Regions from separate parts of the Rattus norvegicus genome. Here region 1 is linked to region 2. The links are chromatin contacts, called in public Hi-C maps. All regions are on one chromosome and are shown on one strand. The core of a region is the stretch at or near the end of the contact, and the rest is flanking DNA. Distances in the headings are between cores, read along the strand shown. Region 1 overlaps Nfia (nuclear factor I/A). Region 2 holds the start of Nfia (nuclear factor I/A).

Region 1 (6,636 bases), core at 1,010-3,509, 130 kb before region 2:
TCTACCACAGCTTCTTAGCTGGCGACAGCTAGTGGATTAAAGTTTACTGTGTGGGTGTTTGCTTTTTAACTAGATATTCTGCTATATTATTTTTCTTCTAATAATAAATCCAAAAGGTTGAGCACTTTGTGTCAGTAGTGGCCAACATAAAGATGGCCGTTCGTTCTTTCCAAGGCTGCGTGTGTTATCCACGACTCACTTCCTGTTCGTAGAAGCTCCAGCAGAGCACCGAACACCAACCACCATCTCTGCCTTACTCTTGACTTTAGTGCGTTGGCCTCAATAGCCCATGGCACTACGGAATGTAAATGGTGGCAGCATCGTCATTTGGATACTTGCTTCTTTGTGGCTGGATTTCAACCAATGTTTGAAAGTTTGGAATCAGTGTCAAATTTTATCAAATGCCTTTTGCTTGAAATTATTTCCAACAAGGTTTTCATGCCAGCATTCTTGGTTTTGGTAGAAAACTCAAACGTTTAAAGCTTTTTTTGTTCTCTTCCAGAAAATGAGACTGTAAGACTGATAAGCGCACAGGCTGTGGAGAAAAGAAAGGCACAGGCTCCTGATCCTGAGCCCCGTCATTCACCGGCTTTGGTGGGGGTTCTAGGTGCCCAGTGAATGAATCAATAGTGGCTCGTCAATGAGACAGTGCGTGGCTGAATAGTCCGGTTCTGCTCAATGGGCAGATGCCAGTTAGTAAGAGCCAAGGTGACTTTTTATAAAACAACACTTTGTGAGATCTTGCCTGGGACAGCAAGGGTGGGTCAGGTCCTCTGTGTTTGGGCAAATATTGAAGATGGCAATACAAAATTCTCACCTGTAAATCTCACACGAAACTTCGAACATAAATAGAAATGTAAGCATTTCTTCTAACAATATATGGAAGAGTAAGCAGGGAGGCTTTAGAGAAGGAAGCCGCATGATACTTTCCCAAGACTATCTCTAAGTTACATTTAGCCCAGTAAAAATCAGTAAAGCTTTCCACAGAAATTTACACAAAATTTCTTACAAAATTAAGAAATTTTTAAAACAACAACAAAAAAAAAAACCCCACCAAACCTTTTAAAATATCTAACCTTTACTCCATGGATGGTTTGTTTCAGACAATTCTGATGTGATATGTTTAATTCTTCCCCTATATTTAACAGAAGATGATTTTACATCATTTGTGAAGGATGTCTGCATTCTTGGTTATAAATAGATTCTTATCGGGTCCTTTTAAAGGCTCAAATAATTAATATCAAAACAGTAATAATTAACAGCCTTTTGTTGTCCAGAATTATAGAGCTTCTTGTTTCACACAAATGTTTTTCAAAGAAAAATAAATCCTCAAATAATCAAGGCAATACTACTCAGGATCAGATACACACAGGAAGCTTCAATCACAAGGTCAGGATGTGGACAGGGAAGACTCTCTAAGATGTGCCTCTGGGTCTAGTATATGACAGATTTTAGACGTTCATAGACAGAGACACTGAGGGCTACTCACGGACAGAGATGCTAAGGGCTACCCATGGACAGAGACACTCAAGGCTACCCATGGACAGAGACACTCAAGGCTACCCATGGACAGAGACACTCAGGCTACCCATGGACAGAGATGCTTAGGGCTATGCATGACAGAGCTTCTGAGGGCTCACTACTCCTTTTCACTATAATCAAGGAACACAAACAGTAAGATGAATGCTGCAAAGGGTTTAGAACTTTAGATCTGTCAAAAGGTAAACAGTTTGTGGACCACAGGAACTTTCCTTTACACACATTAGTCCTGTCACGTTCGGGGCATTATTATTTGACTGATACCGTGAATTCTTTTGAACACCTTCCTCAGGGTAAGCACTCAGTCCTGAAGTATGGTCTAAGCCAAGCATGCACAGATGGGTGGTTACAGCTGCAGCCTCTCTGACAGGCTGCAGAAACCCTCAGGGACACCTCCCCCGGCACCAACTATCCATCTTGTTTGCTGGTACAACTCCACCTTGCTCCAGCCTTTGTTGAGCGTGTCACAGGACACTGGCCAAAATGTTACAATCTGAACAGGCCTTATTAATGGGATGAAAAATGGGCTCCTGAAACACACTTCGACGACAGTTGCATGCTCTTCCTGAAGGGTTTGATAATTTTAATAAAAAGGGGACATTATAATAAATATTGTTTTTAAATCTTCAGGATCATCAAGCAGTCTGAAGCCTCTCTATGAGAGAGTGAATGAGTCAGCTTAGTCAGTAATATCCATCCAGACTGATTAAACTGGAGCCAAAACAGATCCTCAAGATCCAGCTTATGGTGGCCACTGACTCGGAGAGAGGAAGGCAGGCTAGACCGAACCTACATGGAGCAAACGGGAGATCACAGCACGCCCAGGCCAAAGGCTCATGTACCCTTTGTGGTGCATTGCCACAGATCTCTTCAGACACCTGCTTATCCTAGAACAGCCTGAAACACAGCAGCCACAGCTAGGCAGGCCAAAGTTTTATTTACTTATCTACCTTCTGAAAAAAAAACAGTTAACGGTTCATGATCATATTAAATATACCTCTACCCAAGTTATAGCCACAAAAGGTAGAAAGATAAACAAAAAACTACACACGTGAAGAAAACACATAACGGGAGCAGAATCATGCCTAAGCACCTATTGAGGTTAAGAACTAAATTTATCTCTGAGTTTCTTGGGAGCCAAGGTAGAAAGGGAAACAGGCGTGTATACAATTCTCATGCTCTGTTCACAGAGGGCAGACCACCTCTAGTGTAACCCTTTTCTCTACTACGGCTTGCAAAAGGAACGAACCAGTCTTCAAGTTCCTATGCCCAGATCTTGCCTGCCCCTGGTTGTGCCTGACCTAGATTGCCAAAGATTATGAAATCACGCTTGATAAATAAATTGTGAAACAACTCGACCGATTTCTATGCTAAACAAAAAAGAGGAAAAGCAAATGAACAGACGTTTCCAAACATTTAAAAGTCAGAACCACTCAAAATAAAAATTGAAACCAGAGGCAAATAAAACCAACCCAAATCTTGGCGAGGCCGAATCTCAAACCCCGTCGCTACAGGCTGGGAACCAGAACAGCCAGCCAGGCTGTGTCTGTCTACCGCATATGGGGGAAGGTTCCAGGGAGTATCTCCAGGCTCATCTGATGGCATGGGTTCAACACCAGTGAATGGGCCTTAAACAAAGGGAGAGCTCCTTTGAAAATGGGCGTTTGTGAGTCACCGGTCAGTGTGGCTGCGCAGTTTGTGGGAGTGGGAGCCGCTGGCAGCGGGGCAAAACAGTACAGCTCCGGCTTTCGGAGCTTCTAAGCTCTGAAAGGCAGCGAGGTTCGAGCCGGCTGGTCACAGTGGCACACTTGGCTGAGTGCGCGGCCAGGTGGCTTGGGCATATTGGCAACAACTGGCAACCTGCCCGATACATATGGCTAAGATTGCTGCGCTCTTCCCACGAAGCCTTCCTAGACTCTTGAGCAAGCCGTCGCTTGCGCACAAAATGCGTCTGCATGTTAAATAAAATCTTTTTAATAATATCTGCTGATGTAAAATCCTTTCGCTAAAAAAGAAAATAAAAAGATGGAGGCAGGTGGCTGCCAAGCACATAATGAAAGCATCTCGTGAGAGGAGGCGCCTCTGCCGATCCCTTCCAACTGGCTTTGCCCTCACTTCTGCCCTTCTCTTTCACAAGGGTTGAAAGACCCCTTCCAGCCCTGGGAAGCCAAGGTTTGTGTGGGCTTTCAGTAGGCTGGCAAGGGGACAGGTGACCATAAATTCCTGAAAATATAAAATAAATAGAGAGACAATAAAAGCGAACCCAGTATCGGGGAGCATTATTAAACCGTGATTGACAGATAACACTGAGAGGTGTCAGTATAGTCTATCATGTAAATACATATCTGGAGACTTGTTAAAACACAGCCTAAGTGCTAACTACTGAGGCACATGTTCCTTCCCAAGTGGCACTAATGGTCCATAGCATGAGGCAGGCTTTAGGCTGAGGAACCCCAGCCCGACACACTCCTGTAAGGATAGCACACACCACATTAAGGAGTCCACAAAGAGCAGTTTCTGCCAGAGTTGGAGTTTTCTCCGCTTATCTTTGCCGGATGTCTAACAATTCATTTCTTTTGCTGGGCATATGAAACATAGTAATAGCTTGGGGCTGAGTGACTCAGTGGTAGAGCACTTGCCTAGGTGTGCTATGCAGCTCCTACCTCCAAATCATAGCACCAATGAACGCATTAGCTAATTTGATTGCATGAATTACACCCAGGACCTTGTTTCACTTTTAATAATTTGCAAATATATGTTTATGGTCTGTTAAGATTGCAAGCCATTTATCTAATGAATTGTGCTGAATCTTCTGGAATTACTACAGTCTACTTGTTAGAATAGAATTGATGTTGCATTTAGTATGTTTTTTAAAAAGTGTTTTATTTTTTTTAGCACAGCATAGCTCAAGCACTGGAATAACTTTATCTCTCATTCCAGTGGGGACTGCACACACTCACGAATCTAAAACTTGTACAAAGATACAAACATACATATTTGGTAGAAAAGAACCATTGTGTTTCCTCAGTTACTATGAGGTCAGTCTTAGATGAGAACAAGCAAACCTTCTTTTGAAGATAAGAAAAAACGTTAAAAAAAACACTGCTACAGTTGCCCATGCTTTACTCACGCCAATCTCCCCCCAAAGATACTAAGTGCATAGAAAATTATGCAATGCTATCCTAGCAAATGCTTAATTTTAGGTTAAAACCTTCCCATTGATTCCTCTTCATGGGATGTTTGTTTGTTATTTCAGAGACAACAGTTCTCTCCACAGCCCAAAAAGGACTATAAATCTCCACAGCTGAGGTTCGCCTCAAACTCATGATTTTCCAGCTTTAGTCTCCCAAGTGCTGGCAAGAAAGAGCCAACATGGGAACATTTGGAGAAATGGTGCAGACTTAAAGCAGAGGTGTTCGGTAAAGTCCTCTGCTGTGAATCTTGACAATAATCGTCTGTTTCTAGGTAGTAACAACAACGTCACAGAAAAGCTTGAGACTAAGCCTCCCGGGTGCTGAGAACAACAGGGGAAAGGAATGGAGACCTTATAAGAAGGGGCTTCAGAGCCACGTGAAATGACCAATGCAGGTCACATTTTGAATACCCTCACCCTGTCCTCTTGATCAGCAAGTGGTGCCACCTCGGAGCATTATTAGAACACCCTTTCGCCTACTTGGCATCATTCCAGGTACTGCTGTCTCCAAGGACACAGTGTGAAGTCCTGAGAGTAAGTCACAGTGGGCTGTGTGGAGGAGCCAAGCCGAGGTGAGGACCCTGGCTGTGAGGTCAGGTCCCCTCTGAGTGTTCCTGGCACCCAAACGGAGACTGAGCAGACTAGGGGTCAGAACGAGATAGGCAGCAATCGGTGGGGAAAGGATTCTCACCACAGAGGCCAAAACAGTGTTTCAGCACCCAAATGCAGATGAAAGACCAAAGGGCATCATTTCTCAAAGTGCGGTTTGGGAGGGTAAATAAATAAGAGTTACAGGCCAGAAAGGACTCTGTCTGTGTCCAAATAACTGTAGTTCCTGCTATGCTAAACCAGGGCCTCAGATCCTTGGACACATAATATGTACTGAGCCTGTCTCAGAGGGAGTGGCATGACCAAGTCTTTTAAATGTATGTCAGAACAAACAACAGCAAATGCACCTCTCTCTCTCTCCCTCTTTCCCTCTCCCTCTTTCCCGTTCCCTCCCTTCCTCCCTCCCTCCCTCCCTCCCTCTCCTTTCCCCTTTTCCTTCCCTCTCTTTCTCACTGCTGTTGAGCATTAAAAAAAAGGACAAAAGTGTGAGAAAAATATTTTGGTTAACATTAACTTAAAGGTCAGATTTAAGTAAATGCAAATTGAGCTAAATTTTAATAAAAATGTTTAAGTAAAACACTGAAGAGTTAAGTTCAAGACAACTCATTTAATAACTTTTTAGAAAATTTAATTGAAACCTCTTATTTCCACGATTTAAACATAATGTCTAATTGCCTTATTGTTTTATATCTCACTAAGGAAAATGTGATTTTTTTTTTTCTCAGCATCAAAACTTCCTTCCTCCCCCATACAGGCTCTACCTCAAGGTTTTCTTCTCCTCATATTAGGCAAGGACCATCTGGGCTTGGAAAGAAGAATCCCAGTTCTCACACAGTAGGCTCTCTCAAATGGATGGTAAACTGCTTAAGATAAAATGTAAGGGGAATTTTCCTGGAGTAATTTTTGTGCAGGAAGCTTTAGTTGGTCTCCCTGGAAAGCTAAGAGGACCTGCAGAGTTGACTGGGTAGGCCATGTGAATTTGAGGAGTGGAGATGTGGAGGAGGGGTGGGATCACCAGTGCCTTCCTAAATAAAATTTCTCCCTAATGTCAAGTGAGAATTTCATAATCTCGGAAGAAAAATTACGGCGAATAACTGCAGTGTCCTACAGACTCTGAAAGTCAGTAATAAACCTGGGAAAGTCTCTCAATACAGTCTGAAATGTTCACCTCATGTTCCAAAACTCAGAATGGGTAGATCTACCTCATTTCATAACCTCATTTCATATTACTATTTACATTACCACTGATCTCCTTGTCAAACTTGAAAAAGTATACATTAATTTGTACTTATATA
Region 2 (6,815 bases), core at 969-3,468:
AACTGGCTCTAACATATTATAAATATTCCAGAAAGTTAAATAAATTGTAAATCAGCTTTTAAAGACCCTCTCATAAAACACACGAGCCTTTATTCCCTGTTTATTGTACGTTTTTCTTCACAAACTGCTACACCAAATAAGCGGTTCTCTTAGTGGTGTGAAGGCCCAGCGAATGCGTCAATCAAAGCTGCCAAGTGTGTAGGAGGGAGAAAAGAGAAGGGAAGAAAAAAAAAACTTTCTTAATGTGATAATAACTCAAGAGAAGCTAACCTTGTTAAGTCCCTGACTGTGCCCGAGGCCTGCATGGATTCGCAGGTATGCTCCTGAAATACACAACCCCAGACCAGAACTTTGATCTTTTCAAATCTCGCTCAAGAAGACAACGCTGTATCCATGAGGGTCTTTCTCGCCATTGCAGCATGCTGGTATTACCTACAAGTCCTATGTGTTGCAAACTTTTGCCAGCTAGAATTTCACCCTTCGAATCTCAGCACTTTCACTGCAGACTATAATTCATTCAAATTATCTTACACTTTGCATCTTATCCATATGCAATTGTGAACCTTGCCAGAAGTGGTTGGAGAAGTTTCATTCCATTCTTCCACAAGTTACTAAAATAGTAACTTTGGAAGTTGCGGGGAGGGGTGGACTTTTACAATAACTAAAACAACTGCTATCCATTATTAATGTGAGGCCTAAATCCCAAACAGACCATCTCCACATAAAAGATGCATTTAAGAGTCTTCTGAGATCAAATAGCCAGTGTTATTACTGTTAGATACTGCAGTAAGAAGGGAAGTCATATGGGAAATAAATCCGAATCTACAGTGGAGAGGAAAAGCTACTGATACGTCCAGCCTTCCAAAGTATTCCCGGTAAACCGTTACTCCAGCTCATTGAAGGCACAGTGGTAGCAGGGTTTTGAGGGAGTCGTGAAGAAGCATATAACTTCATGTAGGTGACTGCTGGTCAGGGTGCAATGGTTTAAACCCATATAAAGACTCGTGCTTAAAGAGAAAAAATTAGCGCAAATCACTCTGACTTTATGCCTTTTAGTCAGAGAAAATAAATAATATATTCAAACGGGACTAGATCCGGAGCCGCAAAATAGCAGTGTTTCCTTACTGCTGGTGCAGACTAGACCGGGAGGGATGGGCTGGGAGGCTCGGGCAAGAGGGGCAGGCGGAGGGGCGCCAGGCCCCACGCTGCGAGTGGGGCTGCACGGAAAGTTGCCGGGTCCTGCTTGCTGAGCCGCCTGGGGCTTGCCTAGGCGGCGGCGGCGGCGGAGCAGCCGACTCCGGCCCTGGCCGCCGCTCGCCCTCGAGCCGGAGCCCCACTCCGCCCGCAGCGGCCCAGCCCGGCCCGACCCGCGGCCTCGGCGGCTCTCTGGCCTGCGCGGCGTGGGCTCGCCGGATCCTTAAACTTTCGCCTGGGGGTCGCGGGCTGGAGGCGAGGGACAACAAGGTCCTGGGCCGGCGCCGGGCGTGAGTCTACGCAGCCCACGGGCGAAGGCTCGCACCGCCCGCCGCGTCCGAGGGGCGCTGCCCGGGCCGGCCCGCAAAGCTGGCACAAAACAAAAGTAAGAGTTCGGGGCGTCGGCGGGGGGCGCGGCGGCGCGGGAGGACACTGGCAGCCAGAGCGCCAGGGTGCAGCCGGCGTGCGGGGTTTGCGGGGCTCAGCCGCCCCTCCCTGGAGCGGAGGAATCGCGGGCACCGCGCTCCGCGCCGCAGACACCGAGTCCAGATTGCAGCGTGTCAGGGGCTGCAGCGGCGGACACACGTGCGGGGCTCCCGCAAGACCCGGCGCTCCGCAGTCCGGCGCCCCGATATTAATTAACGCATTAATAAGAGGGCGCCATTAGCCATGTGCCCACACAAATGGCCGAGCCGGAGGAATGCACCCGCATGGAAACAAAGTTACTTTCTTAAAGCTGCAGCCCCCCACCCCCCCGCACACGCGCGCGCACACACAGAAACACGCGCAGACACGACTCCCGCCGAGGCACACGGCCGCCCCGCGCCCCCGCAGCTGCTTACCTGGGTGAGACAGAGCGGAGAATACATAACTGCCGGGCGGCGGGGGGTGCGTGCACGTCTGTGTGCGGGCTGGAGGTGTGCGTGAGTGTGGGTGCGAGAGGGAGAGAGAGGAGGAGAGAGCTAGGAGAGGGGGGAGGAAAAAAAAATCAAGCCTGCTTCTTGCGTTCACATTTCCAACTCGGCTCAACTGCAGCAGCCAGCGCTCTTGCCGCTCCACGCGCTGAACTTTAACCCCGCCTAGAGTTTCCCTACACTCCACTATACTGTCTACTGTACGCGGGCGTTAAAGGCATAGCGCACCCTTTCCCGCTCCCGCGCCGGCCGGCCGGGTGCCCGCGAGCTGCCCGCGCGCCCGCCTGCGCCGCGTTCTGCACCGCACCGCACGGCCGCCGCCCGCTCGCGCCGCCGCCGCGGGGGGGTGGGGGTGGGGGGGATGGGGTGGGGTGGGGTGGGGGGAGCCGGGTGGGGGAGGGGCGGCTGCGGCGCTGACACCGGTCCCCAGTCTGCACGGCCGCCCGCCCGCCGCTTGCTCCGCGCTCGCTGCCTCCCGCGGCCCCCGCCCCCGCCCCGCTCGGCGCGGTCCCGGGAACGCGGCGCGGAGCGGTTTTCAGCGTGTCCTCCGGGCGGCTATAGGCTGCCACAGGATGTGCTTAAGCAAACAAAACTACTTTTCCTCCTCCCCATCCCCCCACCCGCGCCGCAGCCCTCCGCGGACGTCGGTAGACGATTGGGGCAACTTTGTCCGGGCGCCCCGCACCCCCGTGGGCCGCCGGGTGGGCTCCCTAGGAACCTCAGAGAAGGGCGCGCGGTACATTTGCATGTATGCAAATTTCTTGTAAAAATCAGACCTTCTAGGTAACTTTTCCCCCCTTCCTCTGAAATGCGGTAAAGCTCAAAGCATTGTAATCTCTCCTGCGAAGCTTTCTGTGGGAATAGTGTCGTCCGCAGAGGTAATATGCACAAAAGCCTACTAACTTTACAGCTACGGCCCCATAGCAGTCAGAATCTGGGTGCGGGGGACTAGTAAGATCACCCCAAAGCGTCCCCAGATTGCGGGGGGGGGGGGGAATCTGGAAAAAGGAAGGCGGAGAGTCGTGAGCGACCGCTCTTCTCTTCCAGAACTCAGGAGCTGGTGGGTTTGAACACAAACGCCCAAAAAAGTTCTGTCACGTCAGAAACAACAGTGGTTTAGCTGGGACATTTTTTCTGTATAACTGAGAAGGAAAACCGTGAAAGAGTTACCCCCTTAGAAAAGGGATATGTTTGTATCCCCAAATGGGAGCCCAGGACTAGACATGGGCTAACATTTGAGTCCCCTGTTCCCCAGACACACGCTAGAAGGGTACCTTGTTTGGATCCCCACTTTTCCCTCCCCCAGGTAAGAGTTCTCAAGATGGAAAAGAGCTTCCTGCAATTATTTTAGGTTTGCTAAAAGTATTGTTTTGGCGAGGGGGGGCGGTTTTAGGGTTTGGCACGTTGCCAACAAGCCTGTTCTTCCAGCTTTTTCTTCTTTCCTTCCTTCCTTCCTTCCTTCTTTCTTTTTTTTTTTTAAAGAAAAAACTTAACACTTTCTCATTAGACTCTCTTTTCTCCTAGAGGGGGAAAAACTATATCTGTCTCCTCCAAACTCCCATTTTCTCCTCCTTTCATTCCTGAAGTTTTGCAGCAGTCTTCTGTATTTACCAACCCTTCTTTAAAACTCCCCCAGATTCCGACACTGGCACACAGATCAGGAGTCTGCTCCCTGGCAGAGGTGACAGGGCTAGAGTCTACATGCATGCCCACCCGACAGAAGAGAGTGAGGGAGTATGATCACTTTCATTCAGATTTTTTTTTCCCCCTGGGTGGGTTAGAATGCTACTAGAAAATTCTGCTGCAGACCGTCGGGCAGTCTAAAGTTTTGTTTGTTCTCTAGCCCGTTTAGGGCTAATGCCCAAGAATCCATTCTTTCCCACCCACCCCCTGCTCTTGAATATTCTTGGAATACATATTATTCCGATTACATATTAAGGATTGAAGGAAATAACTTCAACCTTTAGTTAGGACGTCCATTTTCCCAAACTAAGCAACTGCTTTTCCTTGGTTCCTCGAGGCTTTCAGTAAGGAAGAAGTGTCCTCCAAGCTAAGAGGAGTTAGAGAAGCATTCCTGGCCACGAAACCCTTTGCTGGGATCTATAACTTCAAGACTCTCCAAGTTTCCTCGACAGAAGTTTCTGGCTGAGGGACCCAACATGTAACTGAGGCACAGTGACAAGTTATTGTCCCGTGTGTGTGCTCTGGGGAAGCTCTCTTCCAAAGTGGATTTTTGTGTGTGTGTGTGTATAGATACACTTCACATCTGCCTCTTTTCAAAACAGCAAAGAATTTTACTTTTGATTCTCAAGGGGATTTTTTTTTTAAATAACTGCCTGTCGCCATGTCTTCTTTTTTTTTTAAATGGGGGAAAGTAACTGAATGCTGATATTTCCACTTTAGAAACTTCTTTTGTTGCAGCAGTGGATGTGCCGGCGATTTCCAGCATTCTGCGGTTAGCAATATTATCTTAAGTAACTTTTGGCGCCCTTCGTAAGACTTTTGGATATGGGACGATTGTTTGCGCCCTCTAGGCAAGGGCTGGATCCAAGTTCAGCACCAAAGCCCTCCACATCCGCTCCTGCTTTCTCTCCTATCTGTGCCAGCTCCCGCTCCCTCCCCCGCTCCGGAGGAGGGTAGAAGGCGGGGGAACACTACAAAGCCCAGTTCCAACTACAGCCTTTGCAAACTAGACTGAGAAAAATACCGTAGAAGAGTTACAGTTACAGAATGGCTTCTGGTAACTTTCTCTCCAACAGGCATAAATTTAAACACACAAAGAAACAGATGTTCCTCAGAGGACAGACCCGGGATAAAAAGCATTTCTAACTTTCTCCTCTCTTCTGGGTTGCAAAAGTAAATCCTTGTCTAGAGTTCACCAGAGATACTAAGAGAGGGAGAGGAAGGAAGATCTGGGAAAGAGAGGGGGGAGGGAAAGGAGGGGCAAAGAGAAGGGAGAAGAGAGAGAGTGTGTAGGAAACGCAGGTGATGTATGAAAACTAGTTTATTGCAATCATATAAATGACCCATTGTTAAGAAGGGTAAACCCTTATTGGAAACATTACTCCGATCGTTTATTTTGCAAGTGGTAGGAGGCTGCCTTGAAACCGGATTGTCTTTGCAAACAGGAGGCTGCTGCCATGCTCTCTACCATCCATATTCTCCCTGGCCCAGAGCCCAGCCTTGCATTTACTGTTTTATTTGCAGAAACGTTACCTTGCCAGCTTTAGTGAAATCCTCTTAGATGTATAAATTACGTCAATAAAGTTTCACTTCTACGTACATCTGAAATACCTCTCCTTCCCCTTTAGTTGGGAAATTGTATTAATGTGATTTAGATTTTAATGCCCAAAGTAGTGAAAATGGGACCAAGATTCCTAAGTGACAATACCATTTGCTCTGTAGTATCGCCAAGACTAACTCTTAACTAGTATTTTCCAGCATCTTTCTTCACTGATTTTTTTTTTTTTTTTGGTGTTTTACTAGCTGGTCACTTGTGTGCAGATTTCTCTTACTTGCATATAACCCCAAACTGAATCATGTTGATGAATTGGGAACACTGGGGAGTTTTCACATCAAGTTTCCAAACAAGGTTTGTCTGGAAGGCCCAAAGCCTCAGGAAATAGTTGGATGAGAATTAAATCCACATTAAAAAGCAAAATATCCATATAACGTTCCATGTATTCCCTACAGAATTAGGAGGGGGTTGATATATTTGAACCAGAGGCTGCAAGTTACATCTCCAAGACAAACTAAGGCAGTTGTTTTCTACCATGCAGATAGCAATGACTTGAACAAGAGGCCAGACTTCAGCTAACAGGAGTCAGTTATCTTCCATGTATGTATCCGCCAGTAGGGTTGTTGTGGTAACACAAAGAAATGTGAACTTGGCGGTTCTTAATATGTTCCTTGCTACTGACCATAATCCGAAACAGTAGAATTCAGGAAAATTCAGTCCCTTCCTCCACCTTTTCAAATCTATAGAATCCATCCACCTCTGGAGCATCTCCTCCTTGAATACATCAAAGATTCTAAAACAATCAGTGAGAAGTTCTGAAGCACTAGCGCAGTCCCAAACTGAGGCATATCTCTCAAAGAAGCCAAACTGCTCCTTCTATGAGTTACCAACTTCCCCCAGTGCTAAAAATAACAACTAATGCAAGGTTAAATATTACTCTAGCAGAATTTTCCAAAAGAGCAAAGTTAAAAGGCACACAGGATCCATGCAACCCCCCCCCAACAGCCTTTTTTTCTCCTTTCAACTGAAAATAACAACAACCAAAAACCCCTCTTTCCTATTGTAATTGCTAAATCCGGAAGCGCTGGTATCTTTGACAGCTTGAACTACACACCATCCCCTTCATAACTGCAGAGAACTTCAGATCTCCTTTGCCCCGCCTCCTGTGGCTATTATGAACCATTGTATGCCCAAGCTTTCTTATGATTGGATAGAACTTCTGTCAATCTCGCATGTTGTCCCATTGATTAGAGGATCGAATCGTCAATTATTCTCGGGTCCAGACATTTCTTTTCGGGTTAGGTTGACTGCAGAGGCCAGACGTCTTTAACTGAGCAGAGCACGTACAGGATCCCCCCCTCCCCCTCCCCCCTTTTCTGGAACGGAGCAAGCGCTAGGAGGAAAAAAATCTGTTAAGCTCAGCAATTTTTTCAAATCCTGGGGAAAAAAAAAGAAAGAAAGAAAGAAAA

The links. Hi-C and Micro-C count contacts between places; a contact is called where the count stands out from the background.
Region 1: a Hi-C map of hepatocytes shows a contact between it and region 2, with 2.7 times the contacts expected there. The contact joins the enhancer-like site here to the promoter of Nfia in region 2. A contact is called at or near these places in 8 of 12 Hi-C or Micro-C datasets (Schwann cells, frontal cortex, hepatocytes and 4 more) and 1 of 1 datasets of contacts at active chromatin or transcription factors (oligodendrocytes).

The regions. Positions count from the first base shown.
Region 1 is chr5:117,685,959-117,692,594 of GRCr8, reverse strand. All of the region lies in intron 2 of Nfia (nuclear factor I/A), which reads right to left. Among named protein-coding and RNA genes, the nearest start is that of Nfia, 130 kb to the right of the region's middle. Within about 2 kb of position 2,259, at least 9 of the 93 cell types and tissues checked have an H3K27ac peak or open chromatin away from gene starts, as enhancers often do. A contact at or near this core is called in hepatocytes and liver, where this site is marked.
Region 2 is chr5:117,552,683-117,559,497 of GRCr8, reverse strand. It overlaps Nfia (nuclear factor I/A), which reads right to left and starts at 2,218. Exons shown (of 11, transcript NM_012988.2): 1 at 2,037-2,218. The coding sequence starts at 2,063. It overlaps LOC120103114 (a long non-coding RNA gene), which reads left to right. Exons shown (of 3, transcript XR_010066547.1): 1 at 1-1,579.